Regions from separate parts of the Rattus norvegicus genome. Here region 2 is linked to region 1. A link is a contact called in public Hi-C data. All regions are on one chromosome and are shown on one strand. The core of a region is the stretch at or near the end of the contact, and the rest is flanking DNA. Distances in the headings are between cores, read along the strand shown. Region 1 has its middle 170 kb from the start of Npr3. Region 2 has its middle 41 kb from the start of Sub1.

Region 1 (6,211 bases), core at 2,509-5,008:
GTGACCCATGTCTGATCTTACCATTCCTGAAGCCTTACTCTTTCCAGGATCAGCTCTGGTTTGGATGAGGAAAATAAGTGAGGTAGACAGCCATATTCTGTGCTTTCCGCACCAGAACACTGTTCTTTTCTCCTTATGACTGATCTCCAATCTAACTCAATCCCTCAAGGGCAATGTCCTGACTCCTTGCTCCCATGGGTCTACGCTGGATAAAGCAGATTGTTAAAATGACTCTTAAGATGTTGCTGAGAGTGATATATATTCCCTCCCCTCCCCCCTCCACTGCTCCGGGATGGGGCCTCATGGAACCTTTCAAAGGACTACACTAAATCACTCCGCTAGTCAGATGTGGCGGCTCGCACTTGCAATCCCAGAACTCAGGAGGCTGAGGCAGAAGAATCACTGTAAGTTTGAAGTCAGATTGGACTTAGGCTCAAAAAAAATTTAAAACCACTTGCTATTCAAAAATACTTTCTCTAGATTTCTGTTTTACTCGCCACTTCTGGAAATCATTTATTTGTGTATTCAGCAAGTGTTTATGCAAGCTATGAATACCAGCTAGGCATTTTTGTGATATTAGAACTTATACTTACTTTAATATAGTATATTATAAAGTATCTTATTGTATTTATTACAATATTATAATTTATTATGCTTATGATACAATGTGTATTATAATATATAACGCATTATACTTGTTATAATATTATGACCCATTATGATACTGGTTATGATACCTGCCTAGTTATATTGAGAGTTCAGTTTAAATGCCCAGCTTTCTGCAGATATGGGCTCTTTCTTCCATCTCCTGATCTGACAAAAACCTTAGAACATAATGCGTGCTTAGCTCTCCCTTATCCATGTCTGAATTCCACCTTACTGACCTTTCTACCTTCTTCGGCTCCCCTCCTTCTTCTGTATCTTCAATCTGCTTTTTGATTTTTCACAAAACACTTTCAACAGCTGATAAGTTAAACGTACATCTCCTCTAGCATATAGGCTCATTCCACAGACAGGAGCATGTCCTAGCACCTAGAACTGACAGGCACATAAGTTGATCTTCATTAAGTGGCTGTTTGATCGATGTATCCATAAATGGAGTAACTGTGGCCATGCACTATTAGCAGTTTGCTTTTTTGTTGTTGTTTGGTTGGGGATTTTTTTGGTTGGTTGATTTTGGTCTTTTGGGTGGTTGGTTTTTGAGGGCTTTTTTTCCTGCTTTTTAATTGTTTTAAGATAGTCATGGTGATTATGCTGCTAAGCTTTACCTGTCAACTTGACACAACCTAGAATCACTTAGAAAGAGAGTTTCAATGAGGGACTGTGCGGATTGGGTTGGGCTGTGCTCATATCTGGAGTGAGGCCGTAGGTTGATCTTATCCATCAGTTGTATCAGTATAGGGAGACTTTGCTCACTGCGGTTGGCATTGTTTCCAAAGCAGCAGGTCCTGAACCAGGTAAGACTGGAAGAAGGGAGACGAGAGCAAGCACGAGCCTGTGTGCTCTTGCCTGTGGAGATGAAGCTTAAGTTCCTCCCTTGGTGCATCCAAAATGAACTTGATAAAACTACAACACTGGCTCTCCCTTGAGAAACCTCCCCGTACTGAGCTTATTGTAATATAATCACCTTTTCTCTTTTCACAGTTTACATTTTTATTATTTCATTATTTACATTCCAAATGTTGCCACCCTTCCCAGTCCCCCCTCCCAAAGACTAAACCACCAACCAAAGAGCATACATGGGCTGGTCTGTGGCCCCTGGCACATATATAGCAGAGGACTGCCTTGTCTGGCCTCAGTGAAAGAGGATGCACCTAATCCTACAGAGGCTTGATGCCCCAGGGAAGGGGAATGCTGGGGAGGAAGGGGGAGGAAGATAGACCCTATCTCTAAATATATAAAGCTAAGATATGAGCTGTTCGAGGACAGAGTAGAACATACAGTAAGTGCTGTCTGCACTCAGAGATACACAAAGGGGACTTTGTGACCTGTGAAGGGACAGGAGAGAATTGGGGAAAGTTAGAAATAGAATATTACTAAGCACAATCTCCATATCACTTTGTTCAAAGGGACTTAGTAGTTGTTGTGTGCCTGTGTTCACTTACTTGAAGAAGAAACAGCCATGAAAGGGCTATGTAAGCATCACACTAGAGTGGCAGACTATATATTTTTTGCCTATTTTTTTATTAACTTGAGTATTTCTTATTTACATTTCGAATGTTATTCCCTTTCCCGGTTTCCGGGCCAACATCCCCCTAACCCCTCCCCTTCCCCTTCTATATGAGTGTTCCCCTCCCCACCCTCCCCCCATTTCCGTCCTCCCCCCTACAATCACATTCACTGGGGGTTCAGTCTTGGCAGGACCAAGGGCTTCCCCTTCCACTGGTGCTCTTACTAGGCTATTCATTGCTACCTATGAGGTTGGAGCCCAGGGTCAGTCCATGTATAGTCTTTGGGTAGTTTTTTTGCCTATTTTTAATATCACATCTTATTAATCCCTTGAGATTTCCATAAAACATATTCTGATTATATTCACTCCCAACTCCTCCCAGACCCATGTCCTCTTCCCTACCTCCCTCCAATTTATGATTTTGTTTTAAAGAAGACACTATCTTGAAGAAATTGTGCTCCTCTTCTGAGCCTTAGGGGTAGGGGACTGGGTTGTAGCTGTCTCTATGGGGGATAGGTATCCCAGAGCCAGTTGATCTCAATATGTCACTCCATGTCCAGTTGTGGTTTCTTTGATGAGGGGTGAGAGCAGCCCTTGTCTGTGGGAGTAAGGATGAGCATATAGTTCGCAGTTAAATCTGTAGAGGACAACAGTAGGTTCTCCAATAGGTTCTATGAATTTATTGCTTTTGAATTAATAACCTTACATCCACATAACTCATCCTTAGGTAGGAAAGATTCCAGATCCTGCTATTCCCTTGTCTTTAGATAGCTAATCTTTCACTGATTTAAGTTCAGTTGTACATAACTAAATGTTGATCACTTGTCTAATTTACCTTGAGCACAGGAAATATGCCTGCCCTCCCCCTACCTCTCCAGTTGAGCTAGTTGGCAGGAGCTGAGAGGAAGAATTTAAAAGCAGAAAATACTTGGGAGATAAATCTCTTTGAATAAATCTCCTCTGTATTTTTGAGGATTTATCCAAATATTCCACTCCCAGAAAAAGCTGTTATAATAATGGTGTGAACATCTAAGATAACCTTGTCTTAGCAAACTTTGTCATACCATCTTACCTCACACTTTCCGTATCTCTGCTGTCTAGTTCATGCTCTTCAGCCAAATATTCAAAAGGTCAGCTCTAAGCACACCTCCCAGCCTCCACAATGCAAAGGCTTTCATGAAGTCTCCTGCAAGCTAACTTCATCCCCTCAGTGATGATTTGATTGGCACATCCCCCAACACGAAATGCTCTCTTCATGGCTCTCTTGTAATCTCCTTACTAGCATTTCATAGTTCAACCAGGCTCTTTTCCCATGAGGCGTTTTAGGCAACAGTAAGGCCTTCTCCCTCTGGAGGACCAAAGCAGTTGCCTTTCACGCCACCACAAACCATGGTGTCACTGGCAGCTAGTGAGAAGTGTGGAATCTCTGGGCCGAGGAAAGAATTCAGTGGGTAAGGTGCTTGCCATGCATATGTGACGGCTACAGTTCAGATCTCCAACATTCATGTAAGTGCTAGGCAGCCCTGCACCCTACCCTAGTGCCAGCACTCGAGAAGCAGAGATGAAGGATCCCCAAAGGAAACTGGCAAGCCAGATCAGGGAGCCAGCCAGATATGGGCTCAAGTGAGAGAGCACCTGTCTAAATATAGAAAGTAGAGAGTGAACCTCTGGCTTTCACACACAAATACACACATACACACACACACAGGCTCTTGTGGGTACATACATGCACATGTGTACACCCACATGTGTGCTTGTGGTTATACACAAATATACATATGTACACACACACACATGCACTGGTGGGTACATGCATTCACATGTATACACACATATGTGCATTTGTGGGTATACACACATATACACATGTACACACATATACACATGTACACATATACACACACAAGAGTAGAATGTTTGAGCTCTACTTCAGACTGCCAGTTGCAAGCTACATTCTAACAAGCCCCCGGGAGAACTGTATATATGTTAATATTTGAAAAGCCCCATTATTATGATATAAGCCTGTATGCTTTCTACACTGCCTTATAGCTTCTCTTGCTTTATGGCCTGGAATTGTTTTACTTTTTCCTAATGCAACATTGCCTTTCACATTGATGTGTTCACAGCTCCTTCGCCTCTTTGAGAGCAAATGTATGAGTCAGTTAAGAAATCCAACTAGGACATCTGCACTTAAGAACTTAAAGTCAGAATTTTTTCACATGCGGGAAAAGATTCAAAAGGGTGCAACCCTGTGACATTCAGAGAGAAAGCAGAGGACTCTCCACCATCTGAACTACCAGAAGAAACATCTGTGATAAGCAAGGACCAGTGATAGAAAAGTGTGTTGGGGGAGGGGGTGTCAGAACCTAGGGACCCAGCCCCAGCATACCCTTAACAGGTAATGCATTCACTAGCAACATCCTGAACCTCAAAGAGACAGCCTCTGCCCTCCAGATCCATGTTCTCTGACACCATGAGAGTCATGATCTCTAGAGGAAGAAACAGGAAGCAACAGTGAAGACTCAGGTTCCTTAATGTCACCGAGCAGTGTTTCTCCACCTTCCTAATGCTGCGATCCTGTAATACGATTCCTCATTTCATGCTTACCTCAAGTCATAAAGTTATTTTTGTTGCTACATTGTGACTGTAATTTTTCTACTATGAATTGTGATGTAAATGTCTGTGTTTTTTGGTGGTCTTAGGCAACCCTTGTGAGAGGGTCATTCTCACCCCAAAGAAGTTGTGACCCACATATTGAAAACCCATGTCTTAGAGGAAGTGCAAGGGTTTAAACATCAAGGACTTTCTTTAGTAGTTAGATATGGGGCTAAGGGGTGGCTGGGAGATGTAATGTGGCTGAGGCAGCAATGCTCAGGATGAATTGTTCTCTCTCTCTCTCTCTCTCTCTCTCTCTCTCTCTCTCTCTCTCTCTCTCTCTCTCTGTGTGTGTGTGTGTGTGTATTCATCCATGTCTGTATGTGTACGTGCCTCTGTCAACTTTAAATTTCAAATTTTAAATTGAGAAAAGCTGAAAGATGATGTCATCTCTTGTTAACATATACTTATTATAACATACTTACATTGCCACCATCACTTACTTTGCATGTCTATTTTTCATTTTCTTCCTCCCTCTCTTCCCTTTCTCCTTCTCTATAACTGTGCTCTATTTGTACATAACTATCTGATTATCTTTAACAATTTGAAAGTAACTTGCATGTGTCATATCTCTTTACCTTTCTTCATTTCAGCATGAAATTTTCTGAGATAGGTCTAACTACACAGCCCAGGCTGCCCTGTCACAATCCTCCTGCATCAGCTGGGACTATACATGCCTTCCACCTTCCACCTTCAGTGTGTATTTGTCCTTCATAATCATGTTCTCTATAGCTTGAAACATTCTATCTTCCAGAGCTTTCCCTCAGTGACTGCATCCTTCTTCCTGCTGTTGCAGCACTAAGATGACTATATCCCTCCCAAGGGAGCAACCTTGGATGAAATGCCCTACAGTGGGGAGAGGGAACCTGCAGAGCTCCCTCCAACAGAAAGACAGGGCATGAAGTGAGGGATGGGGTTGCCATCCCACAGTCAAAAACTCTGACCCATAGTTTTGTTCCTGTCTGAAAGAACTGCAGGAACAAAAATGGAGAAGAACCTGAGGAAAAGGAGGTCCAGCAACAGGCCCAAATTGGGATCCAGCTCAAGGGGAGACCCCAAGGCCTGACACTATTACTGAGGCTATGGTGTGCCCACAAAAAGGGGTCTATCATGACTGCCCTCCCAAAGACCCAATAAGCAGCTGAAAGACTCAAATGCAGATTTGTGCTCCCAATCAATCAACAGAAGCTGCTGACCCCAATGGTTGAATTAGGGAAAATCTGGAAGAAGCTGAGGAGGACGACCCTGTAGGAGGACCAGCAGTCTCAACTAACCTGGACCCTGGAGATTGCTCAGACTCTGCACTACCAACCAGGCAGCATACACCAACTGAGATGAGGCCCCCAACACTTATACAGAGAGGACTGCAAGAGTCTGGACTCAGTC
Region 2 (6,211 bases), core at 951-3,450, 220 kb after region 1:
TGTAGTGAATGTGGCTAATCACAGGGCCACTGTGTTCCAGTCACAGTGAGTTGAGCTGATTGGTGTGTTGGCCTCAACACCAACCTGGCAATTAGCCCAAGACTGGACAAATGACCCAAGTCATCAGCCAGTCATAGAATAGCCCCTTGCCAAAATGTTTCCATAGCAATTGAAAGAGGTGCCCTTTCCTGAAGGAGGTGAGGGAGCAAGATGAAGACAGCCAGGTCTCTGATCTCATGAGGGAAAACCTGATGACGAGAATAAAGTAGGCCAAAGACCAGAGAGTCATAGCAAGTACGTGAGCTTTAGCAGCATTTCAGTCCCATGAGAAGCACACTGCTTGCAAGTGTAGGCTAACATCTGAATGCTCGGGTGACTATGGGCAACTTGTCTTCTCTGGAGTCAAGTTTCCTGCATGTAAAGAGAAGGTTACATTTGGTATTTAGCTCATGGAGATATTAGAATAAAGGAATCCATCCATATCAAGCATCTTGAACAAGGCCTGGCACATGGTCATCTCACAGTAAATAACAAAAAATAGGACAGACAAAATGCCCCAGCAAGGGAAGGAGCTTGCCACAAAACCTGAAGACCTGAGTTCAAACCCTAGACCTCCACTTGGTAGAAGGTGAGAATTGACTCCTCCAATTGTCCTCTGACCTCTATAAGGAGGCCATAACATGCAGCCCCTCAATACACTTTAAATAAATGGAATAAGTAAAAGTATTTTATAAATATAAACTCTTCTAGTTGCCCACAAGACTAGCCCTACCCTTGTCCTGATTTTGATTCAGTTCCCAGAGCAAATAGCTTCCACGTTTTGCCCTGTCAGTAGTTGGCCTCTATCACTTATGACCTGAAGAATCCTGAGAGACACAGTTGTTTTCCTGAATTCCCAAACCCCATGAAATACTTTAATGAAAAAAAGTTTTCATAGTTGGGCAAGTTTTGGCAACATTTAGCTATTTACTGCATTTTAATTTATACATTTCTCCCTCTTTGAGAGTCACATTAATGCTCAAAGGCTCTGAGAAGCCTGCAATTCAGAAGTCACAGGATTTTATTCCACAGACCCTCTCCAAACATATTTAACTGCAGTTGTCATTCTTCTTAAGACCTCTCCATAGTCTTCACAAGGAGCTTTTCAGAAAACAGGCTTTGCCAAATGGATAGGCCGTCCAGATGAGACAACTGAAGAGTCTGCAGAGCCTCAGGCTGAGTCCAGCTCTGTTCGACACTGAGGCAAGCTATCCTCTTTCAGTCCCTCTGATCCCGTGCAAATATGCACAGTTGTCATTGAGCATTCGAAGAGTGCGTGCTGAACACACTGCTTTCCATTTTATGCTGTTCCCAAACTGTGTTATCATCATAGCTTCAAGATCCTTGAAGATCAACATATACCTTGGAAATTTAAGTGGCAGAATTAAAATGAATTTTTTTTGTAACAGTTTGGAAAAAATTATGTGAGACATGTAATGGCCTCTTAGATAAAAGATAACAAGAAGGCTCGCTTTTATTTTCCAAGAGGCAGGGTCAATAGAGAGAGAGCATACAGTTCAAGAGGATTTCAACTCACTCATGGTGCCAGATCCCTTTGCTTTTATTTGTAGAACAGTCGAAACATTGTATAAGTCACCCCCATGTCCCTCTAAATCCTAATGTATAATTATGCAAAGCTGTTTGTATTGACCTTTAGGTCAAATCTGGGCAGTGGATATCACTCTTATGGTTACTAATAATTGTAATTGATTGTTGGGCCCAAAGAACTGTCAGAGGGGACTTTTGGTCCTTGGGGGAGACTTAGGTCCCTCTGGCAGCCTTACAACCTAAATTAGACTGTGTTGTATAACAGTATCAGGCATCTGATATGGGACTTGCCAAACTTCATGGCTTCAGGCTCACGGAATGTACATCCCTGCTCCAGGGAGGTTAAATATTTTTCCAAATCAGTAGATAAAACAAACTCCCTGACCTCAACTTACTTCCTGGCGCCGGGAGTCCTGAGTAGCTCCTGAGGAGTGTCTGTCTGCTATCAAGTGACAGGACACATTCAGACTGGCTCCTGCACTCGGGACCATGTGGTACCTGATCCTGTCTCCATCTTTGGAGCTAAGATTTTTGGCTACAACTTAGTTTCTGAGTCCAGAGGGCAACAGGCCAGGGGTAGATACCATTATACGCCATTGAATCAGGCTTGAAGGGCAACTGGGCCTTCTTAGAGTGTGAGGCAATGTGCTGTAGCGAGAGGCCACTGAGAGCCGGTCCTCACAGACCCGGGCAATGACGTCACACCTGAAATGGCGAGAAGGCTGTAAGACCGTCTTAAGGACATACTATGCGCAGGCTTTAAACCTTATAAAGCCAACCAGAAGGGAGTTAATCCACGAAAGGGAACATGAAGCTCCTTCCCCAGAGGGTCACTTGACTCTTACTGACATCTACTGACTACGGTAGACACTGTCACCGAAGAGATGACACAGAACTCAAGGGAATGTTAGATGAGAGAGGGCGGTTCCCCCGGGTGGTCTAAAAGATGAAACAAATTAATAGCAAAGGGAAATAAATGGCAGGAATTAGAAAGTCTGTAGAGACCTCTGTCTCCTGCGCAGGATATGTGTGTCAGCCCAGAGATCTCCGTAATAGATCTCCGTAATAAACCTCGCCTTTGCTTATTTAAAAAAAAGAAAAAGAAAAAAAAGAAAGTCTGTAGAGTGCGAGAGAGAGTGGACATCAATTTCCTAACACAATTAAATCCTTCATGATCCTTCAAGAGATCTAGCACCATAGTTGAGGCTTCATATATTTTAAGTTCCCCAACACATTCAGCTTTCCCTCTTCCAGTCAATTCTATTTGCTTTTAAGATTCCCCTGCATTTGTACTGCTATGCACAAGCAAGCTACAGAGAGAGGGAGAGGGAGAGAGAGAGAGAAGGAGAGAGAGAGAGGGAGAGAGAGAGAGAGAGAGAGAGAGAGAGAGAGAGAGAGAGAGAGAGAGAGAGACTGAGAGACTTCTGGCTCTCCCTGTAAGTAGGTCATGTTTAACCAGAAAGTGTGGATTTGTTTCTCATCTTTACTGAATCATTGAACTCAATATTCTCCTTCCAGCTCTTCTCACTGAACGTGGAGACTTGTACAGCCATATTCTTCCTATTCACACCCTACCTCAAGAGCCTGTGACTAGCCCAGTAACTCATATTCTAAAACACACACAACCGAGGCCAGCTCGAATTGTCTACGTCACACAGCCATCCTTCTCCCGTAATGCACTAAGCTAAACCACCTTACAATGGTCCCTCAGAGAATGCCTCAACCCACTGAAGGCCATGACTGGAAACCTCCAGAAGGTAGGAGGAGGCAAGGTCATCACTTGCCTCTTCTCTACCCTTCCGGACCTGTGTGGTACCCTCCTGTGCACACATGTGACCCTTGATGAACTTATGGTAGACTGAATGGACGGAGGAGCTCAAGACATCATTGGGTTGAAGAAATTTTTTCATAACTGTCATCATGACTAATTACTCCAAATTGAAATCATAAAAATAAAACATTTTTGAGTTCTATTCCCTTTTTTAAATTTATGATATTGTAACATACTTACATTTCTCCCTTCTCTTTCCTCTCTCCAAACCCTCCCATACACCCTTTCCCACTCCTTTCTTTACTAATTATTTCATGCATATATGTATATACAAACGTATTTCTAAATATAACCTGTTCGGTCTGTATTATGCTACTGTATGTGTGTTTTCAGGGCTGACTATTTGGCACTGGACAACCAATTGGTGTGCTCTTCTCTGGAAGGCCATCTTCCCCTATCCCAGCCTTTCACCACTGTGCATAGTTCCCTGTTGAGGCTCGTGGGTTCCTCTCCCTCCAGTTTCCCATGTTCATTGCTGTCATCCTTGTCCATCTCACGTTTGAACAGTCATGTTGGTGAGTCTCTATTGGTGTAAGCTTTTGATATTACTAGGAGATAAAAATCCCACAGCAAACTCCCTGATCTTTCAGCTCTTACAATCTTTCTGTCCCCTCTTCTGCAATGTTCCCTGAGCTGGGAGGTGGGAGTGTTTTGTTAGTTGTGTTCTGCATTTTGATTGACTGTGGTTTCCTGTAATGATATCCATCTGATACAAACTGAGGCATTTTCTTGCCTCAGTTTGACTACACTTATCTGTCGGCAAAGGACAGACGTTTAATTGTTTGAAGAAACACTGGGGAGTGTGTCTTGTCTTCCTGGCATCTTCGATCCTTGTCTGAAAACAAAATAAAGCTTTCTTTTGAACTTTTGTCTCATCTCCACAAGGTACAAAGTACCTTGAACAAAGTACAGTGTGTGCAGAAGATCTCCAAAGAGAAAGGGACCATGTGATCAAAAGGTGACAGTATTTTTGTGGTTCAGTGGCATTTTCTTTTCTGAGAAAGAACTTAGTTCTTGTGTCTGCAAACACACTGCTGGTCCTTTACAACACTGCTAGATAAACTAATTTGTTTGAAGCCTTAACGGAATCTCAAACACCTCACATGTTACCTGGAACATATTAGCCCCTGGATCATCATTTGTCAATTGAACAGCAGGTCAGAAGAAACTGCTAATGGTATTTCTGATGTTCTTGTAACGGTTAAGACGTTGAATTTATCCCTATACGCCAACGTGGGAGCTCTTAGCTAAGACCACACAACGGTCCCTCAAAAAATGTTGGCTATTGCAATGAAATTTTAAAAACAGAAATCCAGACTGTTGCAATAGCTAGTGAACACTGCAAGTTCCTTTTGCATTTGGAAGAAATTTGCTGATGTTTGCCTCAGTTTGACTCGAGTTTCTCAATCTGGTCTTTTCCCCCCAACATTCTTGGCATCATGTCAAAAAATTATAAAAGCAATTTTAAGGCAATCAACAGACCATCTGAGTCATAACTAAGACATACTTCTGGAATTCAAAACCCCAATGCACCATTTCTTACACTACCTGAACTAACAAATAAATATAATATAATTATACAAACTGTATAGAAGTTCATTGAGATGTATGGACTTTGGACTTAATTAATTTTGGTTTATGATGTTTTTATTTGCAAATTCTTTTTAATAAATTAATAAAAATAACTATAGAAGAATAGTTAATAAACATAAAGATATAACAATTTCTCAGTGCTGAATTATTAAATTGAGTTCCTTCTTTTCTGTTCATTTGTTTGTTTGAAACAGGATCTCATATAGCCCAGGGTGGCCTCAGAGTCCTCTGTAGCTGTTCACAGCCTTGAACCCCTGATTCTCCTTCCTCTACCTCTCCAGTGCTGGGATTACACACATGCATCACCATGCCCTGTCTGTGCAGAGCTGGGAGTCTAATTCAGACCTTTTACATGATAGGCAATGTCTTATGAACCGAGCTACATCCCAACTCTACAGTGGCTACTCCCTCTAAACTGGTCTGTATCATTTGAAAGCTGTCTCTAGGGGCTGGAGAATGGCTCAGTGGTTAAGAGCACTGTCTGCTCTTCCTGAGGTCCTGAGTTCAACTCTCAGCAACCACATGGTGGCTCACAACCATCTATAATCAGGTCTGGTGCCCTCTTCTGGCCTGTAGTTGCATACATGCAGGCAGAAAGCTGTATGATGTATACATAATAAATAAATAAATGTTTTTTAAAAGGGGGGGCGGGTTGGGGATTTAGCTCAGCGGTAGAGCACTTGCCCTGGGTTCAGTCCCCAGCTCCGAAAAAAAAGAAAAAGAAAACAAAAAGAAAAAAGAAAGCTGTCTCTAACCCATGTAAGTCAGACCAGTGGATTGAATTGGATATGCAGTAAAATTTATAATTTAACAGCAAGATAGGGCTGCAGATGTGATTCCAGTGGAGTAGATGCCTTGCATGCTCAATGCCCTGGGTTCCGTTCCCAGCACTGTACGTAAAAGATGAAAAACTGTGGAGGGTGGTCTCCTGCATCCTATGTGACAGCAAGATGAGTTCATTCACTGCAATGGGTCATAGCTCTGTGATTTAGTTACTTCCCTCAATATGTCCCATTCAGTGGAAATGTCTTTTAGAATCTCCATATTTTCCTGTGCTATGATTCTGAGACTTTACAATGAAAACTTGGGAGCACCTAGTTTCTGGGTGCCTCAGAGCACAAAAGTAATTTTACTTTTCTTCAAGTAGATGATGGCAGGGTGCAGCTGGGATTGCTGAGGGAAATTATTGCCTGAAATTGA

The links. Hi-C and Micro-C count contacts between places; a contact is called where the count stands out from the background.
Region 2: a Hi-C map of hepatocytes shows a contact between it and region 1, with 2.5 times the contacts expected there. The contact joins two enhancer-like sites. A contact is called at or near these places in 6 of 12 Hi-C or Micro-C datasets (the Rat2 cell line, Schwann cells, frontal cortex and 3 more).

What each region holds. Positions count from the first base shown.
Region 1 is chr2:62,484,358-62,490,568 of GRCr8, forward strand. No RefSeq gene overlaps it. Among named protein-coding and RNA genes, the nearest start is that of Npr3, 170 kb to the right of the region's middle. Within about 2 kb of position 3,759, at least 3 of the 93 cell types and tissues checked have an H3K27ac peak or open chromatin away from gene starts, as enhancers often do.
Region 2 is chr2:62,703,836-62,710,046 of GRCr8, forward strand. No RefSeq gene overlaps it. Among named protein-coding and RNA genes, the nearest start is that of Sub1, 41 kb to the right of the region's middle. Within about 2 kb of position 2,201, at least 4 of the 93 cell types and tissues checked have an H3K27ac peak or open chromatin away from gene starts, as enhancers often do.